3 separate regions of the Mus musculus genome follow, and regions 2 and 3 are each linked to region 1. Evidence: chromatin contacts called from public promoter capture Hi-C data. All regions are on one chromosome and are shown on one strand. Each heading gives the region's core, a stretch centred on a gene start, on an enhancer-like site or on the middle of the called end of the contact. The rest is flanking DNA. Distances are from core to core; before and after follow the strand shown. Region 1 holds the start of Rnaseh1 (ribonuclease H1). Region 2 holds the start of Cog5 (component of oligomeric golgi complex 5). Region 3 holds the start of Kidins220 (kinase D-interacting substrate 220).

The links. Promoter capture Hi-C pulls out the DNA fragments that hold promoters and counts their contacts.
Region 2: a contact with region 1 is called in a promoter capture Hi-C map of pre-B cells. The contact joins the promoter of Cog5 here to the promoter of Rnaseh1 in region 1. A contact is called at or near these places in 1 of 39 promoter capture datasets (pre-B cells) and 2 of 484 Hi-C or Micro-C datasets (B cells and CD4 T cells).
Region 3: a promoter capture Hi-C map of pre-B cells shows a contact between it and region 1. The contact joins the promoter of Kidins220 here to the promoter of Rnaseh1 in region 1. A contact is called at or near these places in 2 of 39 promoter capture datasets (cranial neural crest and pre-B cells).

What each region holds. Positions count from the first base shown.
Region 1 is chr12:28,647,950-28,651,854 of GRCm38.p6, forward strand. It overlaps Rnaseh1 (ribonuclease H1), which reads left to right and starts at 1,653. Exons shown (of 8, transcript NM_011275.3): 1 at 1,653-1,867. The coding sequence starts at 1,740.
Region 2 is chr12:31,652,416-31,656,682 of GRCm38.p6, forward strand. It overlaps Cog5 (component of oligomeric golgi complex 5), which reads left to right and starts at 2,454. Exons shown (of 23, transcript NM_001163126.1): 1 at 2,454-2,568. The coding sequence starts at 2,475. It overlaps Dus4l (dihydrouridine synthase 4-like (S. cerevisiae)), which reads right to left and starts at 2,411. Exons shown (of 7, transcript NM_028002.2): 1 at 2,275-2,411; 2 at 1-26.
Region 3 is chr12:24,972,709-24,976,753 of GRCm38.p6, forward strand. It overlaps Kidins220 (kinase D-interacting substrate 220), which reads left to right and starts at 2,224. Exons shown (of 32, transcript NM_001081378.1): 1 at 2,224-2,354. It overlaps Gm36236 (a long non-coding RNA gene), which reads right to left and starts at 2,889. Exons shown (of 2, transcript XR_381341.3): 1 at 2,651-2,889; 2 at 1-2,405.

The DNA of each region.
Region 1 (3,905 bases), core at 403-2,902:
ATCTAACCCACAGCCAGCAGTTATTAAGATTTTTGCTCTTGTTTTGTTTTGGTTTGGTTTTTTGAGACAGGTGTTTTTTTTCTCTTTGTAGCCCTGGCTGTCCTGGAACTAACTCTGTAGACCAGGCTGGCCTTGAACTCAGAGATCTGCCTGCCTTTGCCTCCCAAGTGCTGGGATTAAAGGCGTGAGCCACTACGTCTGGCTCAAATTATTTTTCTTGAAAAAGTAAGTGTCTTGTATCTTGGCCCCAGTTATGTAGCCAAGGATGACCTTGACTATTGGTCTCCTTATCCCTGACTCCTCAGTCTGGGATGACAGGCAAGTACCACCACACCCGGTTTCCGAGACACTGGATATATCCATACCCCCTTCTTTTGTTTTTTTTTTTTTTCTTTTTTTTTCTTTCTTACCCCCTTTTTTAAACTTTAGAATATTGTTGGTATTTTGAGGTTTTATTTGAGTTGATAGACATTAATACTTGCTACATAGAAATAAAAAGAAGGGATGAGAGGAAGTTCTGGCAGGGCCTATGCCCAATATATGTGAGACCCTAATTTCAATCTCCAGTGCCAGGATTCATCGTGTAGCCAAGACTGCCCTTGAACTTGCAGTAATCCTCTTGCTGTAGTCTACACAGTACTGGGATAATAGGTTTGAGGCACCATGTCTGGCTTCAAATATTAAAAAACAAACAAACAAACAAAAACTCTGGTGGCGCTGGAGAGATGGCTCACTCATTAAGAATAGTGGCTGCTTTTGCAAAGGCTTGAGTTCCAATCCCAGGGGAGCCAATGCCATTTCCTGACCTCTGTGGGCAGAAAGTATGTCTGTGGCACAAACATAGATGCAAGCGAAACACTCATACACATGAACTAAAGTAATACATAAATAAACAACTGATTTCTAAAGGAAAGAGAAGGGTAGAGTTGCTTTACATTCTACAAACCACACCGACAGCTGGCTGAAGGGCAAACAATCAGAGACAACCATTAAAGGGAAATTTTCCCTTCCCTATTTTTTCTTTATATTTAGAAAAACTTTTCATACTCATGACTTCAAGGAATATACATTTATTACTTTAAAATTGCATCTATGTGTTGGTGTGTGCGTGCATTATCATTGGTGCATATGTGCGAAGGTCAGAGGACAACTTGTGGGAGAGTTGTTAAGCTTGGTGGCAAGTGCCTTCACTTTCAAAGTCGCCTTGGTAGTCCCTAAGGAGTAGATTTTAAAATTTTAGTTGATTTTGGGTTATAAAAACGATTCCCCAGTTTGCAACAGTGACTTGCTTCATTCTATGTAGTCCAGAATTATATGGCCAGAGTGTTGTTATGTATTCATGACATCTTCTCATTCATTGCTGGCAAAGGGGAGGGGAACCCTATTCTGCAGAGTTGGGCATCCTAGAATATGGGATGTAGTTTTACAGGGGCTCATTGTCTTCACATCTATTCCCTCATTCGGCCATCATCCTCTCATTCCTTCTTTCCCCTCTTCCTCTCGCTTCCAAATCAGTTTTGCTGTGCTGGGATTGGACTAGGCACTCGGCAGCTGGGAAACACCTCTGTCTCCAGGCCGAACGTCTCCACCGACGTCTAAGAAACCGAAGACACAATCCTCGGCCCCGCCCCTCTCCGCGACGGGCGCCTCGCGACGTCACCTTCCTGAGCCGGAAGTGTGTCGGCTCGCCGGCGGGAGGCTCGCGGGCAGCAATGTGGGTTGCCGCGCTGGCGTGAGTGATGCGCTGGCTGCTGCCGCTGTCCCGCACAGTGACACTGGCCGTCGTACGCCTGAGGCGAGGCATTTGCGGGCTCGGGATGTTCTATGCGGTGAGGAGAGGCCGCAGGACCGGAGTCTTCCTGAGTTGGTGAGACGGAGCCTGGCGGAGCCCTTTATTCTAAACACCTAACAGCTCGTTTAGCCCTTCCGTGTTGTAGTCAAATCCTCCCAAAGAGAACACATGGTCACCGCAGCCAGAATTTACACAAGGCTTCCCACGTTCTGATCGTTCCTGTGTGTGGGTGTTTTGTTTTTTGACACAGGACCTCATGTAGTCCAGACTGCTGAGCTCATTGGTTTGGGCCACCACGCCCAACTTCCTCGTGTTTTCATCTTTTAAACATTTTTCATACCTACTGGGTGACTTTTCTCGAGCCGATTATGTGCCAAATTGAACTTCTGGTCTTTCTGCCTTCACTAACCAAACGCAGGGATTTCAGATAGGCACCGTTATGCTCAATTTGTGTACTGCAGGTGTTTGAACCCAGGGCTTGTGCATACTAGGCCAGCAGCTGAGCTACATCCTCATCCCCGACTGTTTTTAAGAAGGAAAATCGTGGTGAGATGTGTTGTCACATGTTTGTAATTCCAGCACTGTTGAGGTGGAGGCAGGAGGATCACTACAAGTTAGAGGCCAGCATGGGCTGTGGAAGAGATGAGGGAGGGGGAGAGGTGGAGAGTCTCAAGCCAGAAGCTGGTCTTTGCCTTTGGATCCATGTCGCAGCCCTTGGAGGCAAGATGAAGTTTTCAGTTTCACCGGTACTGTGGCAGTTCCCAGGTCAAATGAGAGGCAGAATCGGGGCTTAAGTCCAGGTTTGGGAGTATATGACAGCTAACTTCTAATATCAAGGTTTGTTGTCCCTGTGACCTGGATGTTTCCCTAGGCACAGCTGAGACAGTACTAAGGAAGAAATATATCCACTGCCAACCCTTTTTCTGTGATTGAGTCTTAAAGATAACAAAATTTTAGTATGTGCTGGAGTTGTGGAAGACCTTGTGGTATTAGTATGCTATTTGGATTGGATGGCATTTAGCAGAATGGGCTGTCAGGTCTTAACATGTAAAATGAAACCAAATTGAGGTGTGACCTTTGTCCCAAGGAATTGACAGCAGATCCCTTTGACTCACCATACAACACCAAACCTATAATCCATGAAAAGTCCTTGTATGTTAAACTTCATTCAGTTAAAAACTCCTGCTCTAGAAAAGACACTGGGCCAGGCATAGTGGCACAAGCCTTTAAATCCCCGCACTCAGGAGGCTGGGAGGCAGAGACATGTGCATCTCTGAATTCCAGGCCAGCCTGGTCTACAAAAGGAGTTTCAGGACAGCCAGGGCTACACACAGAAACTCTGTCTTGAGGAAATAAAAAAATGGGGAAAGCTATGCCTTCACATTAAGCTGCACTTAATCATGTACGGAGATTTAATTCATAATTGACAAAACTTGGAAGCCAAGTTTCCAGTAGACAGTGAGTTGGTAAAGTTATGGAATATTATGCAGACTTGAAATGAGTTATGAAAGATGAAATAGTATGAAGAAGCACTAACTATACCCTGCTAAAAGGAAAAGCCAATTTGAAATGATCTACAGTGTGGGATTCCGACTATATGGGATCCTGGAACTAGTAGAGATTGCAAAACAAATCAGTGCTTTTAAGGGCTTCGAACTGAGGAGAGGTGACTGTGAAAGCAGACAGGCTTTGTTTCCTGTCAGGGTCTTGTGTGTCTTAGGTTGGCCTTCAACTGAACTAGCTATAAATCAAAGGTGACCTTGAACTTCTGACCCTTTGTCTCTACTTCTCAAGTGCTGGGATCACAGGTGTGCACTCTCAAACTCAGGTGTTTTTGAGACTGAGTTTCTATGAGGCACTGGCTGGCCTGCAACCTGCACATAGATTCGTGTGGCGTTGAACTTGTGCTTCTCCTGCCACTGCCTCCAAGTGTGGGATTATAGGCACGCACGCACCACCACCCAGCCCCCTGTGGGGGGTTTCTAAGGCATGAGATTGTTCTGCATCTGTGCTAATGTAGTTCACTGGCATCATCTATTCACTAAACCTGTAGGCTTTACAACACCGACTGATCCCTGGTGCAAATAAAGGGCACTGCGGGGCAGAAGCTCAA
Region 2 (4,267 bases), core at 1,204-3,703, 3.0 Mb after region 1:
TTAGTTTCAAGTCTGAAAAAGACAGTCTGCAAAGAGAATTATGCATTTCAGTATTTGGAATCCCCATCACTGGGCTGGTCACATAGCTGTTGTATGGGAGGATACTTGCTGCATGTGGCAGACCCTGGGTTTAAATTTCAGTATTGGAAAAAAAAAAAAAAAAACCAAACAAACCCAAAACTATTATTCTTGTAATTTCATCTTTCATGAGCTTGTGTACTCAGAAATAATTTGAGTTTCTTTCCCCCTTATCAATAAAAGAATATCTTCCCAAATTCTGCCTCTACTTACAGGATCAATAAATGTGAAAAACTGCACAGAGTAGTTTTCAAAGACGATATGGGAAACCACTAGGTTTTCCCTGTGTGTGTCATGTGATGATTTGATTGTTACTTTTTTGCTTATTTTTTGAGACAGGATCTTGCTATATACCAGGCTAGCTTACATAGTTGCTAACCTAACCTTGCCGGTGCTGGGATTACCCTGGTGTGCCTCCATACCCAACTTCAGATTCGTTTTTAATTTCATGCATTTTACTTTCATGATTAAACCAAGGGATCTGGCTTTAATTGCTTCCCATAAAATACTTTGTATGATAGACAAACCGAAAAAAAGGAAAGTTAGGTGGCAGTAATAGAAACTCGTATTTCAAAACAAATCCTGGTATTTTGGGGCTAGAGAGATTGCTCAGTGGTTAGGAGTATGGACTATTCTTGCAGAGGATCTGAGTTCAGTTTCTAGCACCCACATTGGGAGGATCATGGTACTTCTATGCTCAGTTTCAGGGGGTCCTACACCTCTGGCCTCTGAGGGGACTTGTAGCACACACATATATTCATCTACATACATACACATACAACTTAAAAAAGAAACTCTGATACTTTTATTCTAGTTTTTTTGTGAATCAGAAGGCAGAAACAACTTTATTATTTTAAATAATCTAAATTTATTACCAGTGAAGATATTCAGTTATTACCAAGTAAGTGCACCGTAAATAACTTTTATGCCCAAAGTACAAGTGATAAAATTGTTTAATATTTTTCATGTTGTACTTAAAGCTTTTGACTTCATAGTTTTTGTTTTTATATTCCATTTTGGCCTTTGTAATCTATTGCCAGATAAAAGCTAACTCTATAAAAGGCTAGTTGTTCAAAATTCAGTCTTTAATGTTTGGCAGTAGGCTAAATGAACACAAGGCCAATATACTGAAGGATGTCATGGCTTGCAAGAAATCTTTGGAAGTGTCAACACTGTTCAGAGGAAAATGGGAGCGTAATTAAGCTAAGTCAGAGATGGGCTATGTCGATATGAGGAATAAACACGGAGTAAACCACTAAGAGACTATTTGCAAAGGAGGGAAGAATCTTACACATTACAGAACTGGTACACACTAGGAGGTGGTGATCGGCAATGGCGTCATGACTGACTTTCTAAAGCATGATTTTGCTCTTACTCATTCTTGTGGCCAGACTAAATGGCAAAGTCTGCTTCAGTATGAATTTCTTGAATAAGCTATAGCTTTCAATCTTGATAGTAAATTAGGATGCAGAAACTTTTAGGAATAAAAATGCTTAAGTCACATCCAAGACCAAAAACAGCTCTCTGAACTTATGGGATGAAGGTATCAATATTTTGTTTTAAAGTTCTCCAAAGCATGCAGCACCGGACATAATATTTTGGTAATATGTGCTTCTACACCTAGAATTCCTTTTAAAATATAAGTGAATTTTTTTTTTTTTGAAAACTTGTGCTGGTATGTATAGTGGGCGTTAAAAACTTTATTGCATATTAATATGTAGACTAAAGTCAATCTTTTTTTTGTGAAAAACAAGAAAGCTAAGGAAAGAAAATCATCCTGTAATTCAGATAATGCTATTCGTCGTGTATGATTATTACAAACAAAGTAGTTTCGTAAACTATGCATACTGAAATCTAATGCAACTCTAGGCGCGCTGCCTCTCGCTACCGCATCGTGACTGAGGTCAAACACAGGAGGGAAAAATCTTCTGAGGCGATGTTAAGGGAATGCAAAATGCAGAGTAGCTCCAGACCAACTCAATAAATAGTTACGAATATTTAAACGTTTTTATTTTTAAGGGCAGAGCTTAACAACTATTCTTCCCCAGCATATACTGCCTGCTACCCGGGCTTGCCACTCCAGGCGGGGACTAGGTAAGGCTGAGCAGCCCTAAGCTCCCACGTGTTGGGCGAGGAGGGCCGTGACGCTCCCAAGAGCCTCTTCCCCACGCCGGAGTTCTCAGGCCCAATACTTGCGTTGGAGATCGGCGCGGTGGCTGCGTCCGGAGCGGAATGGGAGAAGGCCCCGGCGGCGACCTGTCTTTCCTTGCACGTAGGATTGTAGTACTTAGGTTCCCAAACGCAACCCGGGCCGGGCAGGTGGGGCGGCGCCTTGATTCTGCGTCACTTGGAGGGCGGGGCGATTGCAAGACGTCATCAACCCGGCACTTGCCAACATGGAAGGTGGAGACAGCACAATTTCCGTAGCAGGCCGTGGGGCTTCGGGTTCCGCAGTAGTGGCGGCGACCGTGCAGGCGATCCTGCAGGACGGTAAGGCGTCGGACGGTGGCCCGGCCTGGGTCGCCCTGCCTTGCGCAGAGTCCGAGAATCCTACCGGTCACTTTGCACAAAGTTTTCCTGTCTGGACTTGGCCACTCCCCTCCGCCCGGCCCCCTGGCGTCCGGGATTGTCCTGGTCCCCCAGTTTCACGGGGAACGTGTTCCTCTCTTCCCGTGGGTGTCTTGGGGAAAACACCTGGTGTCTAGTTGCTGGGGTTTGCACTGGATCATGATGCGCCCGGGACATCGCTGTAGTTCCTGCACGACGTGGTCGGGGCTGATAGCCGCTACTGCTGCTCAGTTCCTGACCAAGGATTGCACTGTCCGTGCCCAGAAGTGTGAACTCACCCTAGGTGACAGACCGCTCGCTGCTTAAGGAAAGGGATGGAGGATGCAAAATGTGGAGTTGGAAATTTCCGTGTTCAGTTCTTGGGCTATGCAGGTGCCTCTGTTATCCATACATGTCGAGTACTGAAGTCAGGATTACTGGTAGTTTGAAGAGAAATTATCCCAAGTAAATTAACTATATACCTTTCTATAGTATAGTACGCTTGAAAGTCAAGTTCGGTTGTATTAATGCTCAATCTGAGAGACAGAACAAAATTCAGTTTGCTAAAGGTATTAGGCCTTAATCATCCCATCTTTTCTCTAGTTGACACTAAGTTCTTTCATCTATTAAAAGCGTTTGCATTTATCACCTTAATTGCTTCCGAGGCCCTTGCGCCTCCTCCTCCCCAATCCCCTTCCCCCTTGTTTTTGAGACAGGGTTACTCTATGAAACCCTGACTGTTTTGGAACTCCCTGTAGATCAGTCAGTCTAGCCTTGAACTCACAGAGATACACCTGCTTCTGTCTACCACCTGCTGGGATCAAAGGCTACCAAGCCAAGCATAGGAACCTCTTTTTATATTCCACAGAGTTAAAAGCAGTATTCTGCATACAGTAGGAACAGATTTTTTTTTTTAATTTTCCACATAAGAGTGGCTTAAAGGATCAAACTGAAATTTAAATTATGGTGTTTTCCCTGATTGTTGAATATTTTATATCTTTTTAATAGATATTTTATATCTTGTCAAGACTAGTGATGTTTTTCAGAGTTAGGTTGTGGTATATTCTTAGAGTTTCTGCCTGATGCACCTCATCTTTGTGTCTTAATTGAAATTTAAATTTAACCAAGTTTCAAAATCCTGAAACGAGTGTGTGTGTGTGTGTGTGTTTAATAGCTGTCCAGCCTTTGAGCTTAAACTGAACTTAAAACTATGCTTGCTTTTTTCCTTCTGTGGTTTCAAATACAATTAAGTAAAGTCTCAGCAATTAAATAAAGCCCTTTGTTTTAAGGACATTCCCTTCCTTTGTGCTGTGGAGTTTATTCCTGTCTAGAATCCAAACACTCCCATTCTATAATGTTAAAATCACTTTGCAGAGGTCCTCATTGGTTCCTTGGAAGTAAGTCAGATGGGCACTTCTGCTTCTTATCCTATTTAAACTTGTAAAAGCTTGGCTCTTTCCTTGAAGTAATTTGTTATATGATATAAGGATCCCACACTATTTGTTTATTTTTCAAGACAGGGTTTCTCTGTTGTAGCTCTGGCTGTCCTGGAATTTAATTCGTAGACTAGGCTGGTCTAGAACTCAGAGATTCACCTGCCTCTGCCTTCCAAGTGCTGGGATTCAGGACCTGTGCCACCACT
Region 3 (4,045 bases), core at 974-3,473, 3.7 Mb before region 1:
AGAGGATAGAAACGTGTAGATTAACCCTGCTTCACCTAGGACTGCCCTGCAAACACTGCCTTCTTATCTCTCCCAATCCCCACAACATTTTGAATGCTTCTAAAAATCACTTTTATAAAATGTTATCTAGTCATTCTTAAATAATTAAAAAATTTATTTTATGGAAGGAATGCCTTATCCCTATAATTAAAAGGAAAAGGTCTGAGAGTTTTACCCCAATTCCTGTTCAGACCTGTCTGGTCCATGGCAGGGCAGGGGCTGGCTTTATAATTGTTGGAATGTGTTCCCAGCCTCCCTTGCCTCTCCTCACTGAGCCCACTCTGCATCCTGGTACCCTAACCTGCAGTTCCTAACCACAGTGCTTTCCAGATCAGCCCTAGGGAAGAATGGTGTGCTCCCTGAATGTCTGCAGGGATTTGGTTTCAATGATGGGAAGAAAGGTAGGTCGCCGAGCTGGGCTTGTGTCTGAGACCAAAGGCAATCAGTGGGATGTGCTTGCCCCTCATTCTGGTTTCCCCGCTGGAGGCAGAGAGCTCTGTGTAGGAAAGCATGAGCCTGGTCCTGTCTAAAGCCAGCTTCCTGGCTTGTGGAAGTCATCCCATTAATCTACTTGTCCCTCTGCACAAGTTAAAGGTACATGAAGGAGGGTCTGGGAGACTTGCATGAGAAATGAGTTGGAAGGCTAGGGCCAGGAACCTTCAGCCAATCTTTCTCAAATGTGAGCTGAGCCCCTGGGGGTAGCCCCCAAGGGCACAGGAACTACATTTCTGCAGCTATTTCTCTTCAGTGAGATCTTTTCAGTGACCTCTCTCACCCCTTGATAACATTCTCCCTCCCCTTCCCTCCCTTCTCTCCTTCCTTCCTCTTCTTCATCTTCTTCTTCTTCCTCCTCCTCTTGAGACAGGGTTTCACTATGCAGCCAGCCTCTAACTCACAGAGATTCCCCCTGCCTCTGCTTCTGAGTGCTGAGGGCAAAGGTGTGTACCACGAAGCCCAGTGTGTCTATTAGCAGAAAATACTGGCCAGTTTGCCCTGGCAGGGTTTGAAGGGGAAGGCAGGCAGAACAGGGCAAGGTCTGTGAGGGCACGCCTTCCAAGAGCCTCACTCCCAGGTGCTGTGGGGAACGGGCTCCACGGATGGGGGGGGCAGTACTGAAGAGTTTAACTGAGAAGTGCTTAGTGTCCTGACAGATAAGAAGAGTTCTGGGTAGGGAGAGGAGTTGAGAGAGTCGGCAGCCCATGGGGGAGTAAAAGGTTTAAAATAGATCTGAGTGATTAACACAGGAACTGCTTAGACAGTATGGGGTGATATGTGAGATAACTTTCCACTTCCTGTGGGGGTCCCACTCACTTCCGGAGATGGATCAGGAGGGAGCCTATAATATCGGCCATATTGGGGATGAGACTGACCGTGGGCAGAACTCTGGAACTCTGAATTAATTAAGGTAGGTGGAACCTGGGAAGGAGTACCATGCCTGGAAGAAGACTAGGAAATGGGTGTCAGGAGGCCCTTTGAAGGGAATATTGCCAGGATGGGGTTGCTGATGGTGGTCAGGGATCAGTTAATAGCATTTGGTGATACTTCTGCAGAGGTGGGAAGAGCAAAGTCTGGAAGGGCCTTGGGGGGTTGGGGCGGGGGGTCCTCAGCTGGAAGGAGGCAGTATGGACGTCTGCGGAGGCAGTGCATTCTTCCGATGATGGAGAAGGCAGATTTCGGACTTCTGGACCCTGGAAGGAGGAACTAAGCGACTTTCATTTGCAAAGTGGGCAATGGCTTCCAAAGTTGTAATTGTTGTTTATTTCTCTGAATTATTGCTTATAATGCCAGGTACGGGTTATAAATTAACTTTCAAAAGCGCGAATGACAGGGAAAAATATTGCCTGGGGCACCTGTGAAAAATACACTAATTTAGCTGGGTCAGCTGGGAGGTGGAGGCAGGAGGATCGGGAGCGTAAAGGTCATTCTTGGCTACATAGCAAGTTTGAAGCCTGCTTGGGCGACTTTGACTCTGTATCAAAACCAACCCAACCCAACCCAACCTAACCCAACCCAAACCATCTGAAGCCAAACCAGGCAAAGAAGCAATGTTTCCATTCCTTTAAAATAGAGGGAAGGGCGTCCAAGCCACTTCAGCACCTGCAACTCCTCCCACACTGCCCCCTCCAGGAGGCGTGGCCACAAGGAGCACCGCCCACCACACGACCACGTGACCTGTCAGTTCCTGACTCCTAGGAAGATGGCCGCCGGGCGTGGTGCGGGCATAGCTGTGTGCTCTTGGCGTCTTGTCCTCTGACAAGGTCTGCGGCGCTGTTCTGCAGAGCTGAGGGCGCCGTCTTCGGCCAGGCCGTGACACGGTCAGTGCGGAGGCGGAGAGGTCGGGTGAGGCAGAGCGACAGTGTCCGAGGCTGGGGGAGGGGGGAGGGGAAAGGGAGACGAGTCTGTCGGTGGCACCGGAGAGGGGGAGGGGGCCGGGATCGGAGGCTGGGTGCGGGGCGTCCGGGCGTCGGGCGAGGTCGGTGCAGCCAAGCGCGGAAGGCAGGCGCTCCGGTGCGGCGTTCTCCCGTGGGCACTGACTCCAGGCCCAGGCCGCTTTCCTTGTTGTCACACCCATCACTTAGTGAGTCCCGCAGCCGGTGCCCCTGAGCCTTACCTTCTTGGTTGCTTTGCTTTCCAGGGAGGAGAAGTTGTTTTCTTCTGTGCTAAATTGCCGAACCCACTGCCCCCATTGTCCTGTGCAGGCTTTTAAACGCCTTGCAAGATGCCCGCAAGCCCCCGAATAGAACGCGTCCATGTTTGCTTTGTGGGGATTTGTATACATTTTTTTTCCCTAGGTTGTCTTCACGTTTAAACCATTTTAGACCATTTTCTCATTAATAACTGTTTGTGGAGCTCTCTGCCCCCTAGAGGTGCTTGCTAAAAATGCACCGGTTTTGCTTTTCAGAGCTTCCCATTTCTTGGTGTGGGGTGTGGCTGAGGAAAAACCTCTTGGAGGTGATTCTGATGGGTTAGTCCCCCGCTCTCTTTTTGACGCTACGAAAAAACAAAGCGTCTACAGTAAAAGGAAAAGACACATAATCTATTTTTAAGGGCAGTTGGGTGTCTGGTTCAGAGCCAAGACTGGAAATGCTGTGGCAAGGTGCGTTCTTTGTTCTCAAGCTTTACAACGACAGTCAGTCAACTTGATCAGACCGACTTGGGGGTCCTTGTTAAAAATTTGTTTCTGAGCTTCACCACAGGCCTGCAAAAATGGGACTATTTGGGTCAGGAGACAAATAATTGCACACCAGTTTGAGAATCCTTTTAAACACTCTGAGAATGGTTTCCAGATTTATCTTTGGCATCTCGTTTCCATAAATTCTTTTCTCTTTTTCATTTTTTTCTACCTTCCCTCCTTCCCTCCCTCCCTCCCTCCCTCCCTCCCTCCTTTTTCTCCTCCTCCTTCATCCCCCTCTTCTCCTTTTTTTCCTCTCCCTCCCTGGTCTTCTTAATATGTAGCCCTGGTCTGCTTGGAACTGATAGAGATCAGCCTGCTTCTGCCTCCCAGGCCCCTGTGCCACTACATCATTCTCTAGTTATCAGCTCTTTAAGGGTATCCCCACAGCCCCAATCAATTCTAAGGTGGCTGGTTGGAAGGGGCACACATATGTAACGAAATGCCTGCTGCCTTCTTTCCTAGACTTTCCCATTTCCTCCCACCTCTCCTCTTTTCTTTCCCTTCCATCCCTGCACGCATGGGTGCTCTTTCTCTGGTGTTCATGACAACAACACTAACATTGTTTTTCTTTCCCAGTCACATGGTCGTTTATTATTTTCCTTATCTCTGGATATTTTGTTCTGTCCAAAATTCAAACTTTGGGAATTCTATTTGGTTAAACGTAATGTCTTGCATTTCTTTTCCACTTTAATTGCCTGATTCCTTTCCTGTAGGCTGTCTGTTTTGGTCCCTAACTTGTGCCTAGAGTTCTGATTCTTTTTTTTTTTTTTTAAGTCTATATTGTGTATGCATGCACTGCTAAATTATATTTTTCTATATATGATCCCGTGT